2 separate regions of the Mus musculus genome follow, and region 1 is linked to region 2. Evidence: chromatin contacts called from public promoter capture Hi-C data. All regions are on one chromosome and are shown on one strand. Each heading gives the region's core, a stretch centred on a gene start, on an enhancer-like site or on the middle of the called end of the contact. The rest is flanking DNA. Distances are from core to core; before and after follow the strand shown.

Region 1 (2,700 bases), core at 38-2,537, 210 kb before region 2:
AGTACAGATGCCCCCACACGTACCTGCCACCTGTGTCCCGTATCTGCTGGCCCAAGCCCCAGAGTCGTCGTCAATTTCTTCCTTTTCTGGTTCCTTTGGCAACTGAGCTCCAGTCTCAACATTGGTAGGAAAATGAAGAGAGAAGGAAGAATGGGTGTGCCCCGGACTCCAAAACCCTGAGCTTAGAGCTCACCTGGAACCTACCTTTAGCTTTCTCTCCTCCATAAAGGCAATCTTGATTTCGGTCCTTCCCACCTCCCTCCCAGGGCTTCATCACAGCCCATGGGGCAAAACACACAGGAGCTTTTAGTGTTTCCAATTCTCCTCGGTGGTCAGCTCTCCAGGAAGTCTCTATTGGGGCATTGCTGGACCCAGGTCCCTATGACAAAGCCCCCAGGGGTTGTCTCTATCTCCAAGGAGACTCTACACAGAAATCCAAACCAGCCTGGGGGGGAGGGGGGATGAGGGTCAAACCGTAGGCTGAGAGGAGGAGTGGCTCGTACTTCCCAGGTACACACCTGTGAACCTAAAGTGGGAGTCAGGGGAGACAGTTTGACAAGCAGGGAGGAGAGCAGTCTGTCTGCCTGTCTGTCTGTCTACCAAGGGGAAGCTGGAGGTGGAGCAGTCAGGGAGGTAGATGCTACCTCACTTGTCAAAATTAGCCAATTCCACAGTTGGGCAACACTCAGACATACACTGAGCACAGACACACGCTCCCACATGCGTTCTGGCTCCAGATTGGCAGGGTCACACCTGGATTTACGTAGGCTGCATAATGACATGAGCACACATGTCATACTACACATGCCGGACCCTGAACAGCATATGGAACAAACACAGTTTCTCCAGTGCTCCACAAACCAGATACACATATACCCTCACACCAGACCTTTCCATACACCAGAGTGCACTGCCCAGCATGCGGGCATGTCACTCCGTCCCAGGGTGGGTGAGCCAGCCCTCTGGGTCTGGTCCAAGTTGGAACCTCTCACGTGAGGCCCAATGTGTCATTTTCAAACAGAAGGAATTTAGCTCCCTCACAGCAGGGAGGAAGAGCAGGGTGTGTGGCTGGGTGGGTGGGTGGGTGGGCGCGTGGGCATGTTCATGGGGGGAGGGTATGCAAAGGAAGCAGGCATGTGAATAATGGGGCATGTGTGTCGGGGCATGTGTGTTGGGACATGGTGCACAGGAGTTGGGGGCTTTCCGGTTGGGTGGGGGAAGGTGCCCGGGAAACAGAGTGTGCCTTTGTGAGAGGGTGTGTGTGTGTGTGTGTGTGTGTGTGTGTGTGTGTGTGTGTGTGCCGCCAGTCTGTGTGCAGTGGGTGTGGGTGTTTGTCTCCCTGTATCCGCCTTCTCTCTCCTCTTGGACTTTTAGCTTTCCTGGGCTCTCTTTCCTCATGTCCTGCCTCCTCCCTCTCGAGGCTCAAAGTGGGTGCCCTTGTGGACAAGGGGGGCACACTCCAGGACTTAGTCCAACCCCAGATGCTGCCTGAGGCTTCCCTCCTGCTCCCCCTCCCTTTCTTTCCTCCCTTTCCTCCCTCCCTCTCTTTCCCTTCCTCCCTCCCCCCCAAGGCTGGCGTGCCAGGGGGTGGGACATGCCAATCACTGGCTGTGCCTCTCCGGCTGCCAGCACAGGGCGCAGCTCCCCCCGGGAGCCAGGTGTTTGGGTCCCAGGAGACACTGCAGGCCCCCGGAGAAGCACTGAAGCTGAGGACCCTACAGACCCCTCTCCGGTCCCATGGTGAGTACATTTGGAAGGGCTTGGGAGGGGCTGTGTTGAGCTGGGTGCAGAAGCATCAGGGTCCTCTGAGACAGGGCAGGGACAAGGATGAGACAGGAATGGGGGTGGATTCTTGAAAGGGGAGGTGGCCAGGGAGGGGTCTAGAGGCCAAGAGGGCTCTCTAGCAGTGGGCATTGGCTGCTACAAACACCCTGTCTGCTGCTTCTCAGTGGATTTATCTGATGTTTTTCTGTGCTTTAGCTGGCAGAAGAGGTAAAGACCTTCTTAGGAAACTCAACCTAGACTTCAGAAGAGATTAGATGGCTGTGTGGTTAGCAGATCCCCCAGCACACTAAAGGCAGAAGGGGAAGGGCAGGAGGCAGCCCTGGCTACCAGCACCTAGTTGAAGAGTGACCCCATGTACATACTTTTGGGGACACCAGTCCCAGAGCCTCCTTCTCTCCTCCTTCAGGAAACCCTGAATCCTACCTCCCCTATCCACCTTCAGCCCCCCAAGATGGATTGAATGAGGCTGCTGGCCAGATGGACAAGCTGGATGCCAAGGTGGGTGTTGGGCCAGAAGCCAGCAGGAGACCAGGCAAAAAGCCCCAGTGCTCTTTGGAGACAGATAAGCACATGGATAGCCACACCACCCAGACAATGTGGTCCTGGCACGCGAGGGGACCCAGAGGGCCCTCCCTGTGTTTTTGTATCTTTGGCTTGCAGAAGGCAGGTTTCGGGCAATACAAGGGTACTGATGCACACACATGTTCCCTGACTCCAGTAAGGATGAGTTAAATCCAGAGGCTCTGACTCTTGGAGTTGCCACCTCTAAGACAGGTGTCTGGAGAAGGGGCAGTTGGCTCATGGAAATTTCTTCACCTTAGAGGTTCTTAGCGCCAGTGGAGAGGGGTTCAGTTCTTCTTACAGTGCACATCTATCTGCAGCTCATCCCATTGGCTCAGTGACCCCTGCCTCACC
Region 2 (2,700 bases), core at 122-2,621:
GCTCTTCCGAAGGTCCCGAGTTCAAATCCCAGCAACCATATGGTGGCTCGCAAACATATGCAATGAGACCTGATGCCCTCTTCTGGTGTGTCTGAAAATAGCTACAGTGTACTTACATGGAATAAATATAAATCTTTTTTTAAAAAAAGAAAGGTTTTAAGATAGCTGGGCAAGCCAGGCGTGGTGAGACACCCCTTTAATCCCATCACTCAGGAGGCAGAGGCAGGTGGATTTCTGAGTTCGAGGCCAGCCTCATCTACAAAGTGAGTTCCAGGACAGCCAGGGCTACACAGAGAAACCCTGTCTCGAAAAACCAAAAACGAAAAAAAAAAAAAAAAAAAAAAAAAAAAAAAAGATAGCTGGGCAAGATGTTTCTGGCCTTTGATCCCTGCACTCTGGATGGCAGAGGCAGACTGATATTTGAGTTTGAGATCAGTCTCTAAAGCCAGATCCATTTAGAAAGTTCCAGAACAGCCAAGGCTTCATAATGAGATCTTGTCTCAAAAAACAAAGACAGTGATAACAATGATGATGAACATAGACTCAAGCATGCTAGACCAAATCACCACTAGACCTACTCCCTAGACTCTGATAAATAACTTACTAATAATATATATAAGAGTTATTCTCCTCCCAACTTCTTTTACATACATCACCGATGGGTGTGGTGGCACACAACTTTAGTCCTGGCACTTGGAAGACTGAGGCAGGCAGATTTTTCTGAGTTTGAGGCCTGTCTGGTCTTGGTGCCAAAAGACAGAAAGAGAAGTAAAAGAGAAAACGGAAAATTAAAAAATGCAAGGAGGTGGTGGCGACACACTCTGATCCCAGTACTGCGCTCCGGAGGCAGAGGCAAGTGGATCTCATTGGATTGCAGGCCAGCCTGGTCTACAGCGCGAGTTCCAGGACAGCCAGGACTATGCAGAGAAATCCTGTCTCAAAACACCAAAAGGAAAGAAAGAGAGAGAAAGACAGAAAGAGAGGGAGAGAGAGATAAACTTTTACTGTTTATCATGAACGCCCCGACTCGTGTGCTTAGGTCAGAGGACAACTAACAGGAATCCTTTTTCCTCTGTGCTCAACCTCGTGGGTCTTAGGAATCGAACTCACATAATTAGGCTTGAAGGCAGGTGCTTTTACCCGCCGATCCATAGCCAGGCTCTCTTTTAGAATCCTAAAAGCCTGCAAACCGGCTCAAGCCTGTCTGGAGCTTCTTCCCCGTGGGTGGGTCTCCTTCCTGTCAGTTGTCCCTCCTCAAAGTCCCCGCCCACCAGGAAGGACATTTCTGGCTCTCTTCGGCACCCGTCCACCCTGCCTCCACGTGACACAAACAGACCGGGCACTTCCGCTTCCCCTCCGCTCTCCCCACTCACTGTCTACTCCCCCCTCGTCCCTGGGTCTCCCGCCCCGTGAGTTAGCGAGCGCCGGGAGGGCGGCGTCGCGGGCGGAGTCGCCCCGGGCTGACCCTTGCGGTCTTCCTTCTGGTCCCCGCAGGTCCCCGCGGAGGCGGAGGCGGGCGCCATGGCGGAGCTGACGGCTCTGGAGAGCCTCATCGAGATGGGCTTTCCCAGGGGACGCGCGTAAGGGAGCCTCCCCCTAGCCGGTGGTGGGAGGCCGCGGGCCTGGCCGGCCTGACTGTCACCATGGCTGGTGGGCGCTATTCACGGTGTTTCTGCCCCCAGGGAGAAGGCTCTGGCCCTCACAGGGAACCAGGGCATCGAGGCTGCGATGGATTGGTGAGCGGGCGACCCGCACGGGTGGCGGGAGTTTGGGAGCCGCTGGGCAAGGTGGCCTCCAGGCTAACCAACCCCTGCCTACTTTCTCCGCGCAGGCTGATGGAGCATGAAGACGACCCCGATGTGGATGAGCCTCTGGAGACTCCCCTCAGCCATGTCCTGGGACGAGAACCCACGCCCTCAGAGCAAGTTGGCCCTGAAGGTCCTGACTGGGAGACATCTTGTGATTCTAGAGACCTTGAAAGGGCCCCGAGAAAATCAGAATGATCTTATTCTAAATACTAATCCTGGTTGCTTGTTTGCAGGCTCTGGGTCTGCTGCTGGAGAAAGCAGACCCATTTTGACTGAAGAGGAGAGACAAGAACAGACCAAGAGGTGACTGGCAAGTTCAGTGTGTGTGTGTGTGTGTGTGTTTTGTTTGGAGTCTGCCTAACTCTTGCCCAGGCTGAACTCCGGATCCTCCTGCCTCCGCCTCCAGAGTGCTGAGATGTGGCCTTCACTGTGCCTTGCATTATTTTTTTGAGACGCAGTCCAGCTGTGTACCTCAGGCTGCGCTGGAACCCCGTATGCGGCCTAGGCTAAATTCGAAGCCACATTCTTCTAGTGCTGGGATTACAGGCCTGGGCCACCATAGCCCAGTGACACACTTTACCAAGGGTCATGGGTCATCTTCCTTCCTCTCAAATACAAACAAGTCTGATCATAGAACCTGACCTTTCCGGTTTTGAGGGTGTGCTGCAAGTCACCAGGAAACATCTCACATAGCTCAGGACTGGTCTCAAACTCCTGTGTGGCTGCAGATTCCCCTGAAATCCCAACTCTCTTGCCTCTCCTTTGCAAATGCAGGGATTATAGATATGCATCACTATGCCCTTTCTTTAAAAACAAAACCAACAACAACAATAAGAAAAACCCACGCTGGGCGTGGTGGTGCACGCCTTTAATCCCAGCACTCGGAGGCAGA

What was found. Promoter capture Hi-C pulls out the DNA fragments that hold promoters and counts their contacts.
Region 1: a contact with region 2 is called in a promoter capture Hi-C map of neutrophils. The contact joins the promoter of Chrm1 here to the promoter of Ubxn1 in region 2. A contact is called at or near these places in 2 of 39 promoter capture datasets (cranial neural crest and neutrophils) and 1 of 9 other capture datasets (liver).

Annotation. Positions count from the first base shown.
Region 1 is chr19:8,662,718-8,665,417 of GRCm38.p6, forward strand. Chrm1 (cholinergic receptor, muscarinic 1, CNS) reads left to right here and starts at 1,288. Exons shown (of 3, transcript NM_001112697.1): 1 at 1,288-1,740; 2 at 2,192-2,283. It overlaps 9830166K06Rik (RIKEN cDNA 9830166K06 gene), which reads right to left and starts at 618. Exons shown (of 3, transcript NR_045314.1): 1 at 24-618.
Region 2 is chr19:8,870,177-8,872,876 of GRCm38.p6, forward strand. Ubxn1 (UBX domain protein 1) reads left to right here and starts at 1,372. Exons shown (of 9, transcript NM_001362044.1): 1 at 1,372-1,580; 2 at 1,683-1,736; 3 at 1,832-1,938; 4 at 2,042-2,111. The coding sequence starts at 1,522.